Linked DNA regions of Mus musculus: region 1 is linked to region 2. The links are chromatin contacts, called in public Hi-C maps. All regions are on one chromosome and are shown on one strand. Each heading gives the region's core, a stretch centred on a gene start, on an enhancer-like site or on the middle of the called end of the contact. The rest is flanking DNA. Distances are from core to core; before and after follow the strand shown.

Evidence for each region. Hi-C and Micro-C count contacts between places; a contact is called where the count stands out from the background.
Region 1: a contact with region 2 is called in a Hi-C map of bone marrow-derived macrophages, with 2.2 times the contacts expected there. The contact joins two enhancer-like sites. A contact is called at or near these places in 4 of 484 Hi-C or Micro-C datasets (bone marrow-derived macrophages, conventional dendritic cells and macrophages) and 1 of 115 datasets of contacts at active chromatin or transcription factors (microglia).

What each region holds. Positions count from the first base shown.
Region 1 is chr17:81,711,250-81,713,949 of GRCm38.p6, forward strand. The region is part of intron 1 of Slc8a1 (solute carrier family 8 (sodium/calcium exchanger), member 1); the gene reads right to left. Among named protein-coding and RNA genes, the nearest start is that of Slc8a1, 26 kb to the right of the region's middle. Within about 2 kb of position 1,337, at least 58 of the 459 cell types and tissues checked have an H3K27ac peak or open chromatin away from gene starts, as enhancers often do. A contact at or near this core is called in bone marrow-derived macrophages and microglia, where this site is marked.
Region 2 is chr17:81,479,078-81,481,777 of GRCm38.p6, forward strand. The region is part of intron 2 of Slc8a1 (solute carrier family 8 (sodium/calcium exchanger), member 1); the gene reads right to left. Among named protein-coding and RNA genes, the nearest start is that of Gm33944, 200 kb to the left of the region's middle. Within about 2 kb of position 1,419, at least 94 of the 459 cell types and tissues checked have an H3K27ac peak or open chromatin away from gene starts, as enhancers often do. A contact at or near this core is called in bone marrow-derived macrophages and microglia, where this site is marked.

The DNA of each region.
Region 1 (2,700 bases), core at 87-2,586, 230 kb after region 2:
CCCAAAGACTCATAAATGAGATCCTGTGTTAATATCTTCTCATATATTTTATATAACATACCCAATTCAATAGCAGTTGCGTGAATCCTTATTAAGAAGTTGTTACAACTTGACCTAGTATTATTAAATATCTACACTGTTTTTTCTATAATATAATTAAGATGCATTTTGCATAGGAAACATTGTGGGCTATCAAGTGTTTCATGACCTATGACATAAACAAACATTTATTAAGGCTTTTCTGGACACCATCCTATTAGAGATTCATTTCTTATCACTTGGAACTTACCCTTTCATATCTGAGAACTAAAACATTGTAGATGGTTACACATGTTTGTCCCAAGGTATCCTTGACATTGTACTGTTTATAGAGAACAGCAGAAGAAAACCTACCCCTCTCTCCAGCTCTCCACTTAAGTTGAGTCTAGTTCACTTTGTTCTATAACAATCTGTCTCCATGCTGAGCTGCCTTTTAAAAAATGCTTCCTTCAGACTGCTTTGTGAAGCTTAACTTTCCCATAGCTTTGGAGAAGAAAAGTGGGAATTTAGACACAGCAGAAGGAAACAGGTTAGTTTTGACTCAAAAGAGGGGAACCAGCAGCTATCTGCAGGTGCTTCTTTAAAAGTAAATAAACCCCCCAACTCTCACTACTGCGATGTCTATTAGGACTCCAGGGAGAGGCGACCAAGGAAAGAAGCCTTTTGGAGTATCTGCTGATCTAGACCAGTTTTCCCACTGCTGTCCAGAGCTTAGCTCATGCCCAAGCACCTTTTCAAGGTCCAATAAGTAAATTGTTAATGGAGAGATAACACCATCTTAATCTCCTATAGGCCTTTATGGAAAAAAAAAGATTCAGCTAGTCCCAGGGAAAGAGAGTTTAGAAAATAATGACAAGTGAGGTTAAAAGGTTTAAGGGCAGCTGACTGCATATCTCCTGCTAAGTTTAGCATTAACTTTTAGAAAGGAATGAGCATTCACATAAAAGTACTTCTTTTAGAAACAACAGCAGTTAAAGGGTGGAAAAACCAGGAAGCTGAAGGTCTTTGTTATTGGTGTGTGACCTGCAATATGATAGAGTGTCTGTCCAGCCTTCCTGGCTACCACAAGGGGGACACCTTTAGTGGGCAAAATGAAAGAAAGAGAAGCCTTTTTAGTTCATAATCCACCTCCCACCAATATGCTGCAAGAGCTGGGGAGGGAAGGTGGGAGGGAGGGTAAAATCCTAAGGAAGTGCCATGGGGTGGAGTTTTGGACATTCAAGTCCCTTAATACTATCTCAGGACTGAGTCTCAGCCTCTGATTTCATTGGTGTGAAAACAGATGTTCTGGAAAGGAGACTGCAAGGCTGGTTCCCAAGATCACTATTTGTGGTTGTTTTTCCGACAAGTGGAATGAGCCTGTTCCCTTTTAACAGACAAAAGGGAAGTCACATATGACAAAGCACTTTTGCTTAAAAACAGCCTCTGTGTGTGTGTGTGTGTGTGTGTGTGTGTGTGTGTGTGTGTGTGTGTGTATCTGTATCTGCATTTATGTTCTAAAGTAATATAACAAAAACAGGTGAGAGAGGAAAAGAAGAAGAAAAAAGCTGAGTTGCTTTGAGCTAATAATCTAATTCATAATTTGGTATGTCCTACCCTAAAATATCTCTTGTTGAAGGTTCACCCGAGGTCTTTCCTTGTACCACCAAACTAATTATTATTATTATTATTATTATTATTATTATTATTATTAATTTTATTGTCAGATTTCTTCAAATCATGCTTGCGTTGTAGGAGTTTTAAGTCACCAGATATCTACTCATGGTGATATTTTAGTAAGAGTCAAGAAAGTTATAAAATGCTTTGGGACTGATCTGTCTGCCTTTTGTGGGTTTCTACATAGCTATTAAAGATGATGAGCCTGCCAGGAAGGATAATATATTGGGTTTGGAAGCCAATCACACAAAGTAATTATTGTGGTTACACTAATATGCTATGATACTAACTGCTGTTTGTGGACTGAGAGAAAGAGCACTGGTTATAGAGTAGGCATTATCTCAGGCAAGTGTTGCATGGGCCTCTGGAAGGTAATGGAGTCAGTTTGCCATGGACAGGAAATTTGGACTCAGAGAACTGATCAAGCCTGTGCAAGTTGACACATTGTCGGTAATCTATAAGAGAATCATGATTGCAGTGTTTCCTCTCTGTCCATGTTCCCTGTCTATACAACCAGGAAATAAGCCACCTCAGGTGTTCTGTACCTGAAGAGATGGCATGAGCCTTGTAAATCAAAACAGTAAATGCCTCTGCTTTAAAGTGAGCACGCCACATAGAGTAGGTAGAGAATGGGAAACTGAGTCCTCCAAGAGCACTGCAGAAGCACAGGACTGTTCTCTTCCCAGGATTCTGTCTATGCCTTATCACCAACATAAAGGTTTTTTCCTCCCTTTTCTAACATCAGCCTCTGAAGATACCAGAGCAGCTTCTATTTCTTACACCTGAGTACCAATACTGTGGCATACTGAATGGTTGGGAATCTGGGAATCAAGAAAGATATAAAATGATTTGCAACTGATCCATCTGTCTCCAGTGGGTGCCTACAGAGCTATTGAAGATGGTGGGCCTGCAAGAATAGATAATATGTTGGGTTTACTTTTGGACTGAGGACACTTTGTTTGGAGAGTACTGGGCAGGGAGAAGCACAAAGTCCAAAGAACAAAT
Region 2 (2,700 bases), core at 169-2,668:
CATGGTCCTCGCCTCCAAAACCAATGTAAAGTCTCTCTGGTCCTTCAGGGTCCTATCAAACTCTTTGGTTTTGACGTTTGAGCGTTTCCTGAATGAAGGTCTGACAGTGTGTTGATATGTAAGCCTTTCCGACACTTTATTTCTTGATCTGAACTTTTAGTGAGCTGTTATGTTAATGAATCTTCTTTCCATACCTCTAGTTTCTTAGATGGTTCTCTTCTTTTTGTTATTCACATCTGGGTAGCAGCGAGAGGTCATCTTTGGAAAATTTTCTAGTGCTGTTCTTGGTGTTCTTGAGCACAGAGAATTTCTACTTTACAGTAAACCAGAACCCCAAACCTCTACCCTAGGCATACATTAAACTAAATAGAAGATTAACTCACTTCACTCATTATGGCTCCTGAAAACATTACCTTGAATACTATAACCAAAATCTTGATACATAATTCTAATTTCAGCTACTTATATAATATAATTGATAAGCTTATCTAGATTTTTCTATATGGCCAAAGAACTAGGGTTAAAAGGTGAAAAATAGCATTAAGTTACCACGTGATAAACTTGGATTGTGTTCAAGGCCAACATTTCTGTGTTCTGAAATAAAATTATAATTAATATTGTACAGTTTGGAAAACACATTGTGGGAAGGTGTGTCTTTGCATCCAGGCCTCCAAGACCAATCTTAATTAATTAATTAATTAATTAGTCAATCTCAGTAAGGTACTGAAGAGACAAAAAAAAAAAAATCTTCAGAATGCCAGGGGAAGCTGCAGCTAACCTGCAGATCTTTTTAATGCCAGCATGTCATTAATGCAGGTTTCAATTAAGAGCCACTTTGGATCTAAGTTTCAATTATCAATATTGCTTCCCTCTGCTGCTGATTAGAAGACCAGAGTCGGTTGGCTTACATGAAAACAACGCATCTCCTGTCACTGGCTGTGCTTTGCTGAGATAAGCTCATTACAAATTGTGTGTAATTACCACATTGTGAACGAGGGAATGGCAATAAATTAGGTAATCAAAACAGCGTTTTCAAATAAGCTGTAAGCAGCTTAAAAAAATAAAAAAAAAAAAAGAGAGCATTTCTGAATGACAAATTTGGCATGACCAGGTAGGTTAAAATTACCATTGTACATTATTATCTGTCGGATTTTATGTATTTAGAGCCAAGAGGAAGCCCGCCCTCGCAGACCTTCACCTATGTGCTTTCCCGATTGTGGATGATTGCATTTATCTAAGGAACTGCACGCCATGTAAAGAATGAAAACATGCTTCGGGGAGGGAAAACTAATTAACTTCCTCGCACAGAGGTTGGTAGGCCCTAGCTCGTGTACTTTTAATTTCAATAGGACACCCCTGTCCTTGGATGAAAAATGCTGACTGGCGTGTTCTGGGACTCTTAGCTCACCCTAAGGCCGCTGAGCAGAGAGCCCTGGCTGTGTGCCCAGCTCCTGTGGCAAGGAGTCACCATGAGTGCTTCTTTCAACTTACGCTGAAGTCTTAACAGAGAGAGCACCACGTGCTACGGTATCACAGGAAATAGGGCTTTCCCTATGAAACCTCATACATCGAATCTCATTTCCATTTGCAACGCTTGACTGGCCCTTCCCCCACCCCCATCATATAATCCCTATAGCCACAGAAGATCTCCCTGGAGCAGTTAAGGAGGGCAGGGTGCATGTTTGCCTCTTATAACTTGGGGGTGCCCAAGGGTGCTCCCCTTTTGGCAGGAATGAGACAAAGGGCTATGCTGTGGAGGACCTTCAGGGATGTGTGGATGCAAAAAGGAGGAACAATAAATAACAAGAGAAAGGAAAAAGCAAAGCGAAGAAGCTCCCCCCCCTTTTTTTTCCCAGGGAACTGAAACCCAACAACCAGCTGAAGCACGGAGCAGGCGGGGCATTGGTTCATCCCGTCTGCGCACAGAGAAGGCGATGTGTATGGTTCAGCACAGGGTTCTTGGAAGACATTTCAAAATATTGGGAACGTTTTCCGTAGCCCCTCAAAACCCCGTAAGAGTTCAATGAGGGGTATTACGCATTTTCTCTTGCAATCAACGTTGGAAAATAATTGCAAAGAAATAGAAATTTGACTGATGTCTGAACACATCCTAATTTTTCCTACAAGGATACTGTCTGATACGTAAGAAAAAAAAAATCCCATATTCAAAAAGGCCTCAACCACAATCATTACAAGGTTATATTTTTAGCTTCTTCCTATCATGATTAGCCTCTTCAACAGAGTAAAGTTCTGCTAAAGTAATTTAATGTATGGACACTGTGTTCAAATTTTAAAGTTTGAAACTTGTCATAAAGAAATCAAATCACCATCTTAATTAGCTTTCTGAGGTCATGACGTATGTCTTAATTATATGAGATCACTTGAAAAATGTCATGTAGTGGCAATAGAAGTTGGACAAAAAAAAAAAAAAAAAGCCTGATATATCTTATGCCAAAAGTTATAAAGGGATTTTATTGAATTATCACAGCAAAATTATTTTTCTTGTTTGAATATATCTTCTTGGGGCTTTTTGTTGTTTTGTATTTATTAACTTTAATCTCAGGCAACTGAGCCCATTTTTTTTTCTAAGCTCATCTCACAGTGTGAAGCTCTGGCCTAAGAAGGAGAGTAGTGGCCAAGCAGTTTATATACTCAGCCTTGAAGAAAAGGGAGAAAAAGGCAAGTTAATGGAAGTGAAGG